Linked DNA regions of Sus scrofa: region 2 is linked to region 1. Evidence: chromatin contacts called from public Hi-C data. All regions are on one chromosome and are shown on one strand. The core of a region is the stretch at or near the end of the contact, and the rest is flanking DNA. Distances in the headings are between cores, read along the strand shown. Region 1 overlaps FOCAD (focadhesin). Region 2 holds the start of MLLT3 (protein AF-9).

What was found. A called contact is a pair of places that touch in the nucleus more often than the background predicts.
Region 2: a Hi-C map of adipocytes shows a contact between it and region 1, with 3 times the contacts expected there. The contact joins the promoter of MLLT3 here to the enhancer-like site in region 1. A contact is called at or near these places in 5 of 5 promoter capture datasets (fetal liver, fetal skeletal muscle, liver and 1 more), 28 of 47 Hi-C or Micro-C datasets (adipocytes, alveolar macrophages, blood and 16 more) and 2 of 2 datasets of contacts at active chromatin or transcription factors (alveolar macrophages and skeletal muscle).

What each region holds. Positions count from the first base shown.
Region 1 is chr1:202,000,210-202,003,321 of Sscrofa11.1, forward strand. FOCAD (focadhesin) reads right to left here. Exons shown (of 43, transcript XM_021063120.1): 27 at 871-960. Among named protein-coding and RNA genes, the nearest start is that of HACD4, 120 kb to the left of the region's middle. Within about 2 kb of position 1,697, at least 1 of the 83 cell types and tissues checked has an H3K27ac peak or open chromatin away from gene starts, as enhancers often do.
Region 2 is chr1:202,316,054-202,319,165 of Sscrofa11.1, forward strand. It overlaps MLLT3 (protein AF-9), which reads left to right and starts at 1,405. Exons shown (of 11, transcript XM_013993522.2): 1 at 1,405-2,082. The coding sequence starts at 1,900.

The sequences.
Region 1 (3,112 bases), core at 447-2,946:
TGTCCATAAGAGCATAAAGTAAATGAGTTAACAAACTGGAGGTTAGTGCTTATAATCTGCTGAGTTTCCTAGTAACTTCAAACACAGAAGATCCAATCCTGAGGTTCCAAAACATATGGGAGTCCAAAGAGGTACAATGTAGGTTCTCAATGGTGTCAATATTTCAGAAAGCCTGACAAAACAGTATGTTTGCCCACACAAGGCACCTGAATGAGTTGAAACATTCAATGTCTCACGAAACACCTATGTTTAATACCATTTTTTTGAGGCATTCTTTTCTCATTATTCCTTTTTGTTTCTGTTGTTTTTCATGACTGGAACAAGAAAATAAATTTTAAGACACTTAGTTTAATAGACAAAATCTTTAAAAAGCATGAAGTTTGTGGCAGGAAAAAAAGAGGATCTATTAATACTGAATGGGTTGGGAACCTCTGGTGTAACTTGTTTGTTTCCATTTTGATTCCTCAGACTTTGGGTTTCTTAGGGAAATCCAAAACATGGGTCAAAGGCTCTCTTAGTCAAATCAAATTCAAAGAGTATTTCCAACAAATCTTTAGAAAGGTTAAGTCATAAGTACAAGTCTCCAGGTATCCTCGGATGATAAGAACAAAACGGAATCTAAGGTATTGGTAAACTTAATGACAGCCACAAAGTGACATTCGTTGCTTTGTACAGAAACAAACTGTCAATTTCTGAAACACGGTTTTCAGAACAAATAAGCTTTAATTACAGATTTTTTTATTATCAATGAAAACTCTGCACAAAGGTATTCATGGTTGGGTCCTACAAGTATCTCTCCACAGAATGCAAAATTTATAGTAAAGAAAGAACCAGTCTCTGAGTAACAGAGAGGAAATGGAATCAACATACTTGTATTCAAGACTAGTATCAAAGCAGCAATTTTCCAGAGCATCCAAAGACTTCATCAGAAGAAGTTTCATCTGCTGGCCAGATATATCACTAGGGAAAGACCAAGAGGGGAAACTGAATTATTTAAAATCATTCAAAGGTCCCAAATATTTACTATGTAATTATATTTTGCTCAGTATTTTATTGAAAATGCATTTCTTTAAAAAAACATAAAAGGAGCAAATAATAATATTGATCATTCACATATATTTTGAGACAGAGAGATGAGTCAGAGAATTCATTCAATAATTAGTTTTCTGAAGATTATAATCACTTGCAAACCTTAAAACCTTTTAATTTTTAGTTTAGTTTATTAACCCTAAAACTGCTACTTTTGCATTTTCTCAGCTCATTCAAATTTTAAATCACTGAAAAATAAGAACCAAGTTCAGAATTTTTAAAAAAAAATTTTTTTCTAAGAATGCTAAGGTGATTTTCTTCAGAACATTGACTAACCCATTGAGCTGATATTATCAATGATCATTCCAAATCTCTCTTGCAAAGACTATGACTTCTGATTTCCGGTCTCAAATGTAGGGGTTTTAAATTCTATTCTTTTTTTTTTTAATAAAAAGGTGAGTCTAGCCTTATATTTTTCTGTCTCTATACAGTAATTGATGTGGTTTTGGTAATTGTTTTAGTGAGAACTATGACTTCTAGGGTAAAATTAAACTTAAAAGGTAGCTCTACATCTGTTTTTTTGAGGCAGAGTTGTGGGCTTCATCACCAACACTTTATTATCAAGGGGTCCCTTCATGTCAGCTCTCCCGGTGCTGCCTCAGACCATGTTCAGTGGAATGCAGCCCCAGGAATGCCAGCCAGCCAGAGAGCACTTTAAATACTATCTTCTCCAACCAAGAGGATAGTGGTTTTGCCTAAGGTAAAGGATTTGCCTTTTGCAGTGAGAAAACACACACACGTGCACACACAATTTTAATAGCTTTTAACTAAGTCCTATTATAGTTCTCCAGAGTAAAGTAAACTTAAATATCCTAAACAAATGCTGAAGAGATCCTACTAGTCTCCTCTGGGAGTTCTGATAGAAGCAGAACTTGGAATAATATGCTTTTCTGAATAAATTCTAGACTGGAATTAAATTCAGTGCATTTTTCATAAGCCTCAGGAAAAAAAAAAAAAAAGGATTGACTGTCAACGTTCTTTTCTATAAAGGGATTTTTTTCCTTCTTGAGACCAGCATATTGTCCTAATCCTGTTCTCCTAAGGGGCCATTTTGGGCCACTTAATTTGACATTATTGGTTATTCAGAGTTAAGAGCCTTCAAAACATTTTAATTTTAGAAAAATAGACATTTTCTCCAAAAAAAGTCATTATCTGGTAAGACTGTCATTATGTGGTAAAATATTTATTAGTACCAAAAGGCAAATATTTCAGATTCCTCTGCTCTAAGAAATTACGAAGGTGGGAACCATGAATAATTATAATAATGGCTGCAGTTATTAATACACCAGCCCAAAGGAAAATGCTATCAAATCGAGGATCATTAGGGCAAAGTTAAAAATCTGCAATTATTCTGCCTTGGGAAGTGCTTCTTGGTGTCCTTCCCCAAGGTTTTCTGCAGGTATAAAGTAAAAGGAAGGCAACCTAGGAACAAGGGAAGGATACTTTAGGGGAGCCACCAAAGGTTTCGCCAGGTAGCATAATTAAGTTAACCACCAATGCAAGCTTGTCAAGCCCTATAACCAGCAGCATCTCCTCCTAAACTCATGAAGAAGGGGGCCAGGAGCCAAGAGAGGATGAAACAAGTTGCCTGGAATTACATGGTCCTGGCTCATTTTTAGCTGTAAAACATGTAGCTTGAAAAGATACTGAAGAAAGAGCATGAACACAGATGGTGAAGAGACTGCCATTTGTAGCATAGCAGCAGAGGGGAAAAAAAAATCACTTCCATGTCTTAAGTCTTTAAAAATACTTTTTGATCTGTCACACACATGAGATATGTAACAATCAATTCAAAGGCATAGGGCAGCTTTTTGTTCTTGTCCAGAACCAGACATACATATACTAATGCTGGTAAATAGAACAAAATGAATGTTCTGCAAGTGTTTCATTTATGATCACAAAGACTAAGCCAATCTTTCCAATCATCTGACAGATGTTTCCAAAGGCTGAAAATGATCATTTGAAATACAGTATTTCCCTAGATCAATAGCAGTTCTCATAAAGGTTTCAAGTATTGATTTTG
Region 2 (3,112 bases), core at 155-2,654, 320 kb after region 1:
CTCACAATATGCTAAGTACTACAGTATGAATTTTGGTAAGATAATTGCTTTTTGAAGAAATAAATGGTTTTTATCTCTCATCACTTCCATTTAATTTTTTTTTTTTGGAAAAAGTTTGTCTCAAAATTTATTTGCAAAATATTTTCTGTAATTAAATCGTCAAGAACCCAAAGGGTTGTTTCATGCTTGTTGTACTTCACCTAAAGTGCAAAGATCTTCAGGTATGATGGATAGAAAATTAATCTGCTGTTTTTTCTGTTTTGATTGCTTTTAATTAATAGTTTATTAGATTATGTTATAAATAATATATTGAAAGATTGACATAAATTCTTTTGCCCAAAAGTTGAATCTCAGTATTCAGGATTGCCTTTTCTTTTCCCTCCGGTCTTGGTCTTTTTTGTTTTAACGAGGTCACGTAAGGACGTCCGTGGAAGGGCTCCGTGCGCCATCTACTGACAGAATCTATTTTTCCAGGGTCTGGAGAAAGAATTACCCCTAAAGGTTTTTAAAAGCATTCTTTGAGAAAGGAGGAATAATGGGAAAAGAACCTTTCTTTGATCCCATGGTTTACTTGTGATTCCTGGAATAAATCTTATTCAGCAGACACATAATTCCGAAAGGAGACATTCTTCCCTCATTGCGAGTACAAGTTACAGAGAAAATTCCAAGACAGCCCGGTTGGTGTTGCTAGAAGTTAGCCAAGCCCTGAAGTCAACTCAAAGGAAGAATGGATTGTTGTTTTTTACCTGCGTGCTAAGCTAGACTCGTTGCCTCATGGTTGCCACCTTCCAGAAAGTGGCCTTATTAATGGCACATCCAGATAACAATCACTTTCCTATCTTACGACTCCAAAGGACTTCTAATTTGATTATTCTATCTAAAAATGCAATAATGCATAGCAAGTACGTCCACTCTTCACGTAGACCCTAACATACAGCTTGTCTATGTGTGTGTAAACTTAGTCCGTATACACACACAGACACACATACACCTAAAAAATATTATGCATATATGTACATGTGGGTCTAAGAAATCTAAGAGAAGTTTAAGCTTTTGGCCTTGGACTAAAATGTTTCTATCCTCAGCTGTTTTCTACATTACATGCTAAATCCAATAGAAGGGTGGGAGGAATTAGGGTCCTAAAGCAGAAGAGGTTTTCTTGGTTGTAACTGGGGGAGAGGAGAGCATCAGTTTTAGGGGTTCAACGCACTGAAGCCGGAGGCTTGGATTGTAAATTAAAATTGGTCCGAACCGGTCAGATCTGATTCCGATTAGCTCCCTGTGAGCAGCTGGGAGAACTGAAAAATTAACATTAAGGATCCCAGGTGCCCCGGCTAACCTCTTTCCCCCTATTGTGCTTGCTCCCTTTAATTCAATGGCCCATACAACTTGTTTTGGTGGTTTTAAGAAAAAGGAAAAGAAGAAAGCAAGAAAGTTGAGCCAAAAAATGCAAGACAGGGCAGATAAAGAAGGCAGGTAGAAGAGAATAAAGCCAAAGGAAAGACTGAGAAAGAAGGAGATGAGGGAAAAAGGGAAGAAAAGAAGAGCAAAAAAGGAATGTGGGCTATAGGAAGATGCAGGGATCTTTCTTTAACGAACCGAAGTTACAGCTATCTTTCACTTTCAAATCAATTGTCTAGATCTTATCCGTTTCCTTTGTAAAGGTTGTCTGCGCTGCTAAAGGAAGCTAGTTAGTACTCCTACTCCGCCCCACGCGTGGCTGCGCTGTTCTATCCCCCGCCACTGAGAGCAAGTTCAACCCAAGTGAGAAGCATCGCAGGAGCGCGACTTTGGGAACACTCCAGCGACTGGTTGTCACTCGGGAACCTAACAGGATTAATACCCGGAGATGGATTACGCTGTCTGTCACCAATTCGCCTAAAGATTATAATCCAATTTATGCCCATTACAGTCAGTATTAACTTTATCTGCTATTTTAAGACTCCCAGTTGTCCCTGGCGTTCTCAGAGGACAATCTTCCACGTTCTGATGCAACCCAGCAGGCTGTCAGGAGGGGCAACCTCCCCAAGAAAACAACTCCTAGCCTGGTCCCCGCGGGTCTGCACCCAGCAGCACTCCCAGGTATCTATCTCACCTTCACCTGGGCACTGCTTTGTTATGCCTTCCAGCCGGGGATTACCAACGCGGGAGGCGGTCCCTGGGAAGGAAATTGCCGTCTTGTTTCTCTGGCTTGTTCATTTTAAAATTGTCGATGGCGGTGCAGGAAGGGAGGGGGTGAGTGGATAGGGAAGGGGGCCAGGGAATTGTTGCCGGTTATAACTGTCTCAGCGATTGCTTTTAGACGCTTGTTTGCAGGATGGCATTTCTCTCGCTCTGTCTTTAAATAAGTTTGTTTGGGTGTAATTTCTTGCCGTTTCAGCACAAAACCATAAAAAGATGTGGTGGAAAGTAAAAGAAACCCCCTTCCCTTCCCCGAGCGTGCTAACTAACGCCAAAGACTTGATTTAACGCCCCTTCTCGGGAGGCTGGGGGCTCTAGGCAGTGGCTACATTCCAGCAGTTTTAATCCGTTTTTTATTGTAGGGCGAGAGGAGTTTACACAGGGGCTGGGATGGTTCCCCAGCTGGCTGCTCTCCCCACCCCAGCGTCCCCTCCCCGCCCTTCTCCCCACCCCCAGCAGGAACCTGTTACTTTAAGCGAGGCGTTCCAGTGTGGCGGTGCTGGCCGCCAGGGCTTCGGGAGGTGGCCGGTGATTGGCTCTTTCGAGCTCCCCCTTGCTTGCTCGCTCTGCCTCCCCGCGCGCTCCGCCCCGCCCGCGCGCCCTCCCTCCGCCCCTTGAGGCTCAGAGCCCCGGTGTCAGGCGCCACAGCGCATGCTCCGGAATCTCATCCTCCGGCCCTGGAGCTGCTGCTGCTGCTGCTGCTTTTGCTTTTAGGGCTGAGTGTAATAAGCGAGCGAGCGAGCAAGCGAACGCGGGGGGAAAAAGGCAGAGAATGTCCGCCATCTACCCTCCGCTCCTGGGCGCGCTCTCATTCATAGCAGCCTCTTCATGAATTACAGCTGAAGGGGGCGGGGGAGGGGGGTAGCACACAACACCCCAGCAAACCTCCGGGCCCCCAGGCATGGCTAGCTCGGTAAGTACATGCAAAAAT